2 separate regions of the Mus musculus genome follow, and region 2 is linked to region 1. A link is a contact called in public HiChIP or PLAC-seq data. All regions are on one chromosome and are shown on one strand. The core of a region is the stretch at or near the end of the contact, and the rest is flanking DNA. Distances in the headings are between cores, read along the strand shown.

Region 1 (2,700 bases), core at 22-2,521:
ACTAGAGAAGGGGATGTGCCAGGGTCCAGGTCAATTCCTAGTCCAAACATCTGTGTGTTCTTCCTGTGGAAGCACCCACTGCACTGACGTCTGGCAACACAGCACGTTAATGGTCACGAAATGTACATTGCATTCTGGGGCCTAGAGTCTTCATGAGGTCTTGGTCAGGCAGATAAAGTTAATAGCCCTCCTGGGGCAGAACTGACACAATGTGGCCCCAGGCTGTCATCACTATCCACGTTATTGTGGATTGGCTGGTCTATGTATGCCCCACCCCCCTTCCAGAAGGATATTCCCTGGCTTAGAAATACTGCCCCAAAGCCACAGGCAGAGGCTGACATCTCTTGAGACATCAACAGGGTTATGTGCATCCTGAGGGTTTTTTTTTGGGGGGGGGGGTGTTGGTTGGTTTTGTTTTTTTTTTTTTGTTTTGTTTTTGTTTTTTTTTTTTTACTTGAGAGTGATTTTAAACTTTTGATCCACTTGCCTCCTGAGTGCTGGAGCTACAATCCTGAGTCAACATAACTGGTTTGTGTGGCACGGGGGACTTGGACCCAGGGCTTTGTGAATGCTATGAAAACTCTATTAACTGAGCCACAACCCCTGTTAAGTCATCCTTCTGTGAGCCTCAGAATGAAGTCTAGTCGGCCTTACATGGTCACTGTCCCTGGCTCCAATCCTTGTCACCTCTGCCTTTTGCCTATACTCCACTTCTCAAACTTGTCCCCTTTCCTGGTGCCAGCTTCCACTTTATCTCCCTAACTCGGGTTCCACAGGATTGGTTGATCCAGGTCTTGTTCTAGGAGCTGGGGATACAGCATGAAGAAGACAGAGTCTCACTTTGACCACTCCCCGGGAGTAAATTGGATTATTTGTGTGGGTTGTCGCTATTTTTCTCCGGACCTCGTATCCTGCAGAGAGGTGCCTCCTTTCTGAATTATATGGGTGCTGGTATTCTCCACTGCACTGACGGTTTTAGGCTGTCACTCTCATACTGGGTGTGACCTCCTATCATGGGCAGGAAGCAAGGAGGGCAGAGATGCATTGTCCCCGGAATCCCCAGCGCTAGGAGGGCGCTTAATGAACTCAACCAGCTAAACGCATGAGTGTCAGGGTGGCAATGGGAAGCTCTAGGCAGAGTTGGCTCCTGCTGGGTGGGGATAGGGACAGGGGCGGTGTCTATTCGGTGAGATCTGAAGACAGCAGCGCCTCCCTGGCGCAGAGCTTGGAATCTCCGCCTGACTGGAACCCGGTGTAACAGTGCCTGCTCGTGGTTGCTTCGGTTTTTAGAATCCTCGGGTGCGAAAGCTCTCCTCGCTCAAGGAAGCAGGGCGAGGCGGGACGCTTAGCCTGGGGTACCCGGGTCTCACCTGGTCCCCATGAATAACAAGGCGCGGGTCCCCGCTCCCTCCTCAGTCCGGGCAAACACCCCGGCCCGGACACCCGCTCCCATCCGAACCGCGACCCCAGTCAGGGCCCCGAACCCAGCGCACAACTCGACTCCAGTCCGAACTTCCATCCGGGTCCGGGCTCCTGCCCAAGTCCCTAACCCTGTTCCAATCCGGTTCCCAACTCCAGCCCCAGTCCCTGCCCCAACCCTAACCCCAGCCCCAACTCCAGCTCCAGTCCGGCATGCAGCACCGGTGCGGACTCCAGCACCAGTCCGGGCCCCGAATCTAGGTCGGGTCTTTCCTAAGATCTCTCCAGGCAGGTTCTTCCCGAGCTTGGCCTCGCCCACGGCACAGCCCCTTTCTTCCAGGGCTGCTAGCGCTCTCTTGAAGGATCCCACACTCGCTCAAAATCAGAAACCCTCGATCCACAGCCTAGCGGAGGCCATCCAGGGGCCCCTTCCAGTGCTCACTCCCTCGTCCTCCAAGACACAAGGCTCCATACCGGACACCGCCTCTCCCATAGACTCCTTGGCTTCTACTGCCATGGCCTCCAGTACATTGGGCCCCATTCCGGGCCCCAACCCTACACTAGAGTTCTTGGCCTCCCCGCTGAAGGAAACCCCTGGTCTGGGTAAGCTCTCCACGATTTCCCCAGCACCCAGCTTCGGTTCCACTAAGGAGATCCCATCCACCAGCGAGGACGTCCCAACGCCCAACAGAATCTTGATCCGTGTGATGTACTGGTGAGGGGCTCCCCCTACCCGCGAAAGAACGGGAGCCGAGCCGGCAGATGCTGGAGCTCTGGGCGTGTGTGTGTGTGTGTGTGTGTGTGTGTGTGTGTGTGTGTGTGTGTGCAGGCCCAGGTGGGCGCGCTAGGTAGGGAGGCAGATCCACAGAGTTCTGACCACCACTTGTCTGTCCCTTTGAGATCGGTTTCCCACCCTGGCTTCTTTCATTCACTCCCACGAACCCCTGTGATTTCTGTCTTTGATCTTTCCTCACTCATTTGCATGTTTATTGACTTAAGGCTTTATTCACGCCTCTCTTCCTTCAAACGTTTGTATGAGTAACATGACTGCTGTCATTCGCTTTTATTCATTCATTGATGGGCGTTTCCCACCTGGCAGTCAGAATCATTCGTTTAGCTGCTTGATTCCTGTCTCTTAACTTCATGCATGCATTCACTCTTATTCATACATTCATTCATTCTATTGGTAGAAGCGAGAAGCTTCATCCACCTTCATCCATTCAACATTTACATGATGGATGGGTCTAAACTGTATTCTCATTCATTCATTCATTCATTCAT
Region 2 (2,700 bases), core at 121-2,620, 360 kb after region 1:
GCTGTCACCGGAGTTTTTTGTCTTAGCCATTCTGATTGTTGTAAGGTAGAATCTCAGGTCATTTTGATTTGCATTTCCCTGATCACTAAGGACTTTGAACATTTCTTTAAGTGCTTCTCCATCATTTGGGATTCCTCTGTTGTGAATTCTCTGTTTAGCTCTATACCTTATTTTGTGGTTGGGTTGTTTGGATTTTTGAAGCTTAGCTTCTTGAGTTCTTTATATATTTTGGATATTAACCCTCTATAGGATGTGGGGTTAGTGAAGTTTTGTCCCACTCTATAGGTTGCTGATTTGTCCTGACTACGTCCTTTGCCTTACAGAAGCTTTCCAGTTTTATGAGGTCCCATTTATCAATTCTGGATCTTAGAGCCTGAGCTCTAAGACATTGTTGGTGGGATTGCCAACTGATACAACTACTCTGGAAATCAATCTCGAGGATCCTCAGAAGTTTGGAAATAGATCAACCACAAAGACCCAGCTATACCACTCTTGGAATATACCCAAAAGATGCCCCACCATACCACAAATCCACTGTGTTCATAGAGGTCTTATCTGTGAAAGCCAGAAGCTGGAAACAACCCAGATGTCCCCCAATGGAAAAATGGATACAGAAAATGTGGGTCATTTACATAATGGGATAGTATTTAGCTATTAAGAATGAGGACATCATGAGTTTTGCAGGCAAATGGGTGCAACTAGAAAATATCCTGAGTGAGGTAACTCAGACACAAAAAGAGTAAAAGGCATGTGCCACCATAATCTGAGTGTATTTTAGTTCTTAGACAGGGTTTCACTGGGTAGTCCTCGGTGGTCTCTTCTCACAGACATGCAGCTGGCTGTACCTCCCCATCGCTGGGATAAAAGCCATTGCTACCACGCCCAGCCATGTTTACTATCACTTGATGTCTTGGCCTCTTTATTATCACTGGCAATGTTCTTTGCCCCCAAATCTGCCTCCATTTTATAATCGACTTGAGTTTTCTTTTGATTATGTAAAGATGGTCACTTTGAATCTGCTAGAGTATTTATCTTTAACATATTTTCTGAAGTTAACAGATAGCTGGGTCTGACCTCTTTTCAAATCTAATGTGACAAACCTGTACTTTAGCTTTTAGACCGATTACAGTACTTTCAATGCGACTAGTTTTATTATGAGGATCGTCTAGCCTGTCTAACAGACACAGTACGGTTGTTGCATAGCATGTGGTCCTCAGTCACATTTTCTATCTAGAGCATCCCTGCCTTTTTAAGGGCGAGAAAATCAGTTCCCCGCAGAACCGGAAGTAACTTTTACTCAAAGGAGGGCGCCTCCCCTTTAAGCGCGCACCCCCGTGGGAACTCCCACAAACCACTGGGCTCCGCTCGCAGATCTGGCATCCCCGCCCCCAAGAGCCGGGCTTCACGGGGGCTTTGCTGGTGATAACTGCATTTTTTAGGGTCACCACGCCGAAACTAGCGCATAGGCTTTTGGTGTTCTGGTGCCGCTAATGCGGAAGGTCCGATCTTTGTGGTCGGCGGAAGAAATTTCAGGTTGGCTTCGGTCTCCATGGAGTAAGGCCTGAGGCAGCCGGCTGGGAGTGGGCGTGTGCGGACGGTCGTATAGGGTCGCTGTTTGTTGATGTGATAGTGTGTGTGTGTGTGTGTGTCCACACCTTGATCTCTCTGCATTATCTGGGGCTCTGTGCGCGTCGCTTTCTGCTCCAACTTTCCCTCGCGACCACAGGAACCAAAGCAGAGGACTAAGTTTCAGTAAGGAGAGGTCAGGCTAGGTACAGACTTGAGCTTGGGAGGAGCATTTGGGGCTGAAAGTGCCACCGAGGGTGACCTAGGAGGGTGGTTACTTGTTGAATTCCATGACTTTCTCAGAGCCCTAGCTGTGTGAGTGTTGAGGGAACTGAAGGAAAGTGCTCAGTGCGGATGCTGCCAGAGCATGATGGGGATCTCATCCTTGCGCAGGCTCCCCGCGAAGGCCATCAGTCAAAAGGAGGGCTTGAGAAGGATGGGATCATTATTGCTGCCCATCTAAGAGTCAAGGATGAGTGTACTCTTCTTTTCTGTTTGAGAAATGAGTTTTCAATTTTATAATATGGAATTGTCAGTAAATGCAGGTAGGTGAACGTACACATTCATACCTCCACCGCTGTGGCCCTTACGTTGTCCCTGCCCTTAGGTCCTGGTGTTCACATGACCATTTCAATTACCCTTGACTTTTTCTCCCTAAATCACTTCCTTTCCCCACATTATAGACAGTGCTCATCTTGGGTTCATTGTCTGCAGGGTATGGCAGGACAAGGGAGTGTTAGAAAGAATGCAAATACTGGTTGTATATTTAAGGAAATGACTCATAAGCTCTAGTCTGTACAGTGTACATTTTAATCTCAGCATTTTGGGAGGCAGAAGCAGGAGGATCATTGTAAATTAAGGATCAGTTTGATCCACATAGCAAGTTCCAGGAGGGGTGTGCTACAAAATGAGAACCTGTTTCAAAACAAGGAGAAAACGAAATGAAGGTAATAATGAAGAGCAGAATTTTAAAATTTGTATTGTGTTCAGTGTGATAATTTTACAGAGCACAAGGTGGTCCTCACAGAGCCCAAGGCAGGACAGTTGTGTCAGCCCTGCGGAGGTTGAGAAACTCAGTTCTAGGATCAAAAGACCTAGGACACCCAGAACAAACTTAGCATTATTTTGTTCAAA

What was found. HiChIP or PLAC-seq counts read pairs in DNA pulled down with a chosen protein or histone mark.
Region 2: an H3K27ac HiChIP or PLAC-seq map of embryonic stem cells shows a contact between it and region 1, with 2.6 times the contacts expected there. The contact joins the promoter of Zfp974 here to the promoter of Selenov in region 1. A contact is called at or near these places in 2 of 39 promoter capture datasets (the 3T3-L1 cell line and hippocampal neurons) and 1 of 115 datasets of contacts at active chromatin or transcription factors (embryonic stem cells).

What each region holds. Positions count from the first base shown.
Region 1 is chr7:28,289,757-28,292,456 of GRCm38.p6, reverse strand. Selenov (selenoprotein V) reads left to right here and starts at 1,271. Exons shown (of 6, transcript NM_175033.4): 1 at 1,271-2,134. The coding sequence starts at 1,380.
Region 2 is chr7:27,928,128-27,930,827 of GRCm38.p6, reverse strand. Zfp974 (zinc finger protein 974) reads left to right here and starts at 1,370. Exons shown (of 5, transcript NM_001374027.1): 1 at 1,370-1,533. Gm26891 (a long non-coding RNA gene) reads right to left here. Exons shown (of 2, transcript XR_881914.3): 2 at 2,354-2,481.